Linked DNA regions of Mus musculus: region 1 is linked to region 2. A link is a contact called in public Hi-C data. All regions are on one chromosome and are shown on one strand. The core of a region is the stretch at or near the end of the contact, and the rest is flanking DNA. Distances in the headings are between cores, read along the strand shown.

Region 1 (2,852 bases), core at 221-2,720, 210 kb after region 2:
GTTTTCAATATTTATATTGCACAATTCATGTTTTTGTTATCTTTTTGCTATTTCTAACCACTCATTTCTTTTTCTTTACCATCAAGAGGATTTGACCTCACCACCACACTCTTGCAGAACCAGCGTTGCGAAGTACGGCAGAGTACCACAGTCTATTTTCAGCATAGTTCACAGATGGTGACAGCTACTATAGGAGATTAAGCAGGCAAACATAGGTATTCAGTGAAGCAGAGGCAGCAAATGCATTGTCAGCAAGAGAACCATGGGAGCCTTTCCTATAGTTACCTTCTCCTTTCTCCCTAACAACCTACCAGTAGCACTTTGATTTCCCAGTGTGTTGCTGATTCTACTCAAGCTTTCTGCTGTTTCAGAGCAAACACTGGTTGCAGTCACATGTTGTCTCTACCTGAGCCCGGACTCACAACACCAGGCACAAAAGACAAAACAGTGTCTATAGCTACAGATCTTAACCCCAGCTCCAGACCCACTGTGCTATGATTCCTTTTCTGGGGTTTACAGTGAACACTACCATGTGTCTTTCTAGTGTCATGGGGTTTGCCAAGTGTCAGGGTACACATGTCAGGGATACTTGCACAGCAACGTGGCCTTACTAAATATCTGTAACTGCTGAGTCCTGATAAACGATGTCATCCCTCCACACCTCACATCAAACGGAAAGCCACAGGACTTCCAGATGTGGGTATGCTAGAGACAGAAGCTGCCTACCAGCTTCTGTGCTTCTTTTCTGGTGATAGCAGAAGAAATGTGTCATGCACATTCTCTTCTGGGCAAGGCATTCCTAGCCTACTCAAACTTGATTGATGTGGCAAGCTCTTGAAACTTGGTCATTTTTTCTGTCCTCTGGGACACATTTATTTACTGAAAGCTCCAAGCACTTGCCCTTTGTTACTTGATTACTCTGATACCATGATCTCTCTAATCCAGGGAACCAATGTGCTCCATTCTTCAGAGTGCCCCAGTTCAGTTCTCTCTGAACTATGACAAGAGTTGAGAAAACCAAATAGCCCTGAAAAAAAAAAGGATAAGAACAGATGCATACCATCATTTTTCTCATGAGTGAAAAATGTTTTGTATCCTATTTTCTGATAGAGATAAGTAAAATAAACACACTCACCAGATCAAGATCTCGATCACTTATGTGGAGGGTATTTTAATCTCCTTTAGTAGAGTAGCTGATACAGTCCAGTGACTACACCTGGGTTATTACTAGGCATCAAACTGCCTCAGGTGAACTCCACGTTTCACCCCTAAGTTCTTATGGTGAATTACTTAACTCTTCTGGACCAATTTCTATACATATCAAATGGAGACTGCTACTGTAGCTGAATAATGGCCAGATAGGAGTTAAACGTCCTTTAGGCAGGAGGGCAAAAGCCATGGAAGTTATTGAGTTAGTCAAGTAATGTACATGACCTCCCCTAGATGGGTGAATGACCTTTCAGTTGGGCTGAGAGAACACACAGAGGACATGTGTCCCCTGCCCTGCCCCCATTCCCCCCTGCTTCAACTTGCAATGTGTTAAAAAATGACCAATCTGAATAAATATTGCCTCAATCTCCACCAAATTCACTCAGCAAAATCTTTAACAGCCCTTCTGGTAGGACAATGTGATGCTATTCCTCCTTGGGAATCCTTCCCATGCTCCTGATTTCCTCTCTTATATTAATTTAATAAATTTATATCGATTCTGCTCTCTCCACACCCATGTTGCCTCATCCACTGGCTCAGGGTGGCTTCAGTGGCTTCTAATCAACTGAAATTCCATCTCTAGTTACACTCACTAAAAGTCAAAAGAAGCCCTGTCATTCTCAAAGAACCCAAACAAATAGGGCAACTATATGGATTAAAATGAGAAAATCCATACAGAGTCCTAATAACTAGTCCTGGGATACAGTAATTACCAAATAAACGCCAACCTTCATCCAGTTCAGAGTTACAGCACAGCTTAATTTAATAAGATTCTACAACTAGAGTTTTCTTTTCTATAAAGTGAATCTACCACACATGTAGTTTAGGGTGCAATCATGGAGAAATATGAGACAGGGTTAATTTTTACACCACCAGCATTGCTGTGAGTCACAGATTATTCATGCAGTTTATAAACCGAACACAGAGTTATTAAGGCAGAATGTTTGCTCAGCTCCTTGATGTTCCCAACTCTGCACCATTTGCAGTAGCCAAGCTAGCCAGAGTGTAATGGATCATCATGTAGTATAATGATGGCCCTTCTATCAGGCTCCAGAGCAGAGTCCAACTGCCAGCCCATTCATTATGCACATGATCTACACAGGCACAGCATGCTTCTCCACCCACAGTATCTCTCTTACTTTACTTTTCCTACTATGCCAGGCGTTCAGTTACATGGCGGGAAGAGTTAGATACATACAGAATAGAAGGAGAAATCCATGTGGAGCATCCATGACCCCTTGCCTATGATGCCCTAGTTCACTAACCAGTCCAGATGGACGTCCCTCCCACTTTAACAGCTCTAGGACCCATGTTATATGGGGAGAAGCGAGCTAAAAAGAGAGCAACATTTTGTGTTATTTGTGTGTCTACTTACATGCTAAACAAATAGGATTGTTTCACGAGCTACAGTCAGCTTACTGTCTCACTGATGACAGGGCAATACTGAGTTTTCATTGACACTGAGCATGCAACTTGCAGAGAAGCTAATTCTGTGCAGCAGAGGCTATGCCCCTGGCTCTGCTTTGAACTGCAGGAGACAGTCACCATGTTCTTTGCTCAGAATCATAAGGAAAATTGTTTATAACCAGCACATGAGCAGACAAAGCTTTTTTGTTCAAAGGAAGTATCATTAGAGAACTCCC
Region 2 (2,810 bases), core at 267-2,766:
AAAATGGAGCATTTAGGATGGAATTGTAAGAATTCAAGCTTCCTGAAATTCTGAGTTGGTTAACAGCAAAAAGACCCCACATCACAAAGCTACACAGTAGATGTCTCTCATCCACTGTTGCTTTTATTTTGTTGAGGGCAAAGTGGCATTGTTAAGACAGTTCATATACAATGAAGATACATACAGCCAACAAAATAATGAATTTGATCTTCATAAAAATTTCTCCCAGTGAAAATAAAAGTGGGAAAATTTTAAGTAATACAACTATGGGAACCGGGCTATACACAAAGAGTAATTTATTTAGTCACACTGTGGTGTCAAAGAATCTCAGAAAACGAAATATTTTAGGAGTCAGAAATGGATTCATTTCACACCACAGATGTAACAAACATATTCCAAGGAACATAGTAACTTCCCCCAGACGTTAATGATTGCCTTTAGAAACATGAATTCACAAAGAAAAGGAAAATCATAATATTTTAGTCAAAGAAGGCATAGTACTATCTCTTAGACATTTATTAGCTAGATAGTTATTTAGATAGAGAGATAACTGCACATTTAAAAAACCATAAAGGGCATACGGATGTCCATGGATGTTTGATTGGAGGACGCTTCATGCTGGGATTTTAAAACTGTATTTAAAAGCAAATAGTGAGATAGTAATTTCCAGGACCTTTGCAGGAAACCAGTAGTAGGAAAAACAGGCATTCCCAGGCCATTTGCACACATAATCAATCCATCTTTGCCAGGCTTTTGAGTCCCATAAAACACTCCCTTTTGTGTTTTCCATTCAACTGGAATGAAAATTTCTATTGAGCCTCATTCCAGACGCCCCATGAGACAGAGGTACCTTTCAGCACTCGGCACTTCACAGAGTACGTCCCCATTGAATGGGAGCACCTCAAGAGACATGTGTCAGAAATGAGGGGTTACTGAATTTCACCCTGAGAGATTTCCTTCTCTGAGACCATCACAATAGAACACCTCTTTTATCTCAGGTGATTTCCAGCTTCTCTTATACCTCATATGTATTTTTATGAGGCTTGATTTTTACAGGAAAAATATATAAGGTATATATTAAGTAAGCATATAAATGTATAACTTTTTAGTAATTTTAATCTATGAAACTCTTTTTTATAAGCATGAAGAATACAATAAAACAACATTAAGGTAGTTTTAGGATACAAGAACATCCAGACGTAAACTCCTGGGGCATTCAGGCCAGGGGCCATAGCAATCCTCATCATAGGCAGAAGTGGGGTAATTTCTCCAAGGTTAGGAAGCCATTTAGTTTCTTTAGAAACTATCCAGTTATATTACCCAAGGAACAAATCACATGGACATCCAAGAGTTGGATAGGATGTTACACTAGGAGAGAAGTGATTATTTGTCATACTGCCTTATCCTTGTATGGCGCAGCTCCAAGGATCCTCTGAGTCAGCTGCCTAGCTCTCTTCCCTAAAAATACTTTCCCTTCATACAAATACAGCCAACTTTCAAAGAAGCAACAGTTTGTCATAGTAGGTATGAGTACAGATGCTAGATTCTGAATGAATGAGCTCAGATTCTAACTTTGCCTCCTAGCTGTGCACCATTTGGCTGTCACTTAACTTCTCTGAGGCTTTCTTTCTGCCTGATGAAGCAAGGATTTGGTAATACTTCCCTCACATGCTTGTTTTAAGGACTTTAAAATGTGCTTAGGGCTTTATCGGTTTGCCTATGTGTTTGTAAGATTAGAGGAGGAAGATGGACTGAAGGAAAACACATAACTTCAAGAAAGCCAAAGTAATAATAACAACCTGCTACTTGAAAATGCCATGCTCTTTTCATCCTGCCTGTGGCACCAGTATGCCAGACTTGATTTTGTTTTAGAGTAAAGTGAGTGTGAGTCTTCGTTTCCTCATAAATATGAAGCAATAGGTACAGTGTCGCATGATCGCCAGCTTCGGAAACATAGAGGATGCTGTTCTACAGGAACTGCACATGATGCTTCACTCACAGTATGCCTTTCCTGACCAAGGGGATAAGAAATGGATGAGAAAGACAGAGTTTAAGGAAAGACAAGGCCTTCAGAGAAAATGAGTATCTGAGTTTCAGATGATGTCTTCTAAATGGCTCTCTTTCAAGGTCCCTTTAACAGGGCACAAGGATGCCTTCCTTCTCCCAACCTTTATAGAAACCATCATAACCAAGTTTGCATTTGGACATTTAGGCAACATTAAGCAAGCACACATGCTGTGTGTCTGAGACTCTGCTGCGTTAGGCAAGGGGGTAAACAAAAGCACCAATTCACACAGATAGATAAGATACAATCTGCACCAGCTAGGAGCTTACGGTTTCTGTTTAAACAAGATCTGCCATGTAATCAAGAATGAAAATAATGGTGCCCTGTGTGATCAAAAGTAGGAGAGAAAGAGGCTAAGACACAAGGAAAAGTGAAGCTCTGCATTATTTACTCATTGCTGTTACAACATACTGGACCAAAGAAGGAAGGATTTTGGCTCACAGGTTGATGATATAGTCCATCAGAGCAGAGAAGTCAAGGCAGCAGGCCTGGAGGCAGCTGGTTACATGGAATCTGCAGTCAAGAAATAACTCATGAATACTGGTGGCTTAGCTCTCTTCTTTTTATTCACTCCAGGCACCCAGCTTATCAAATGGTGTTGCCCACATTTAGGATGGGCTTTCCCACTTCAGTTAACCTCTATCCTGGACTTGCCCAGAGGTTTATTGCCTAGGAGATCTTAGATGCCATCAGACTGACAAAGAACATCAGTTACCATAAGCTTTGTTTAGTGAGAATTGCTGAC

The links. A called contact is a pair of places that touch in the nucleus more often than the background predicts.
Region 1: a contact with region 2 is called in a Hi-C map of the 3T3-L1 cell line, with 2.6 times the contacts expected there. The contact joins two enhancer-like sites. A contact is called at or near these places in 6 of 484 Hi-C or Micro-C datasets (the 3T3-L1 cell line, the F1.1 cell line, the Patski cell line and 2 more) and 2 of 115 datasets of contacts at active chromatin or transcription factors (fibro-adipogenic progenitors and pancreatic cancer cells).

Annotation. Positions count from the first base shown.
Region 1 is chr1:81,949,576-81,952,427 of GRCm38.p6, forward strand. No RefSeq gene overlaps it. Among named protein-coding and RNA genes, the nearest start is that of Mir6344, 180 kb to the right of the region's middle. Within about 2 kb of position 1,471, at least 40 of the 459 cell types and tissues checked have an H3K27ac peak or open chromatin away from gene starts, as enhancers often do.
Region 2 is chr1:81,738,740-81,741,549 of GRCm38.p6, forward strand. No RefSeq gene overlaps it. Among named protein-coding and RNA genes, the nearest start is that of Mir6344, 390 kb to the right of the region's middle. Within about 2 kb of position 1,517, at least 37 of the 459 cell types and tissues checked have an H3K27ac peak or open chromatin away from gene starts, as enhancers often do.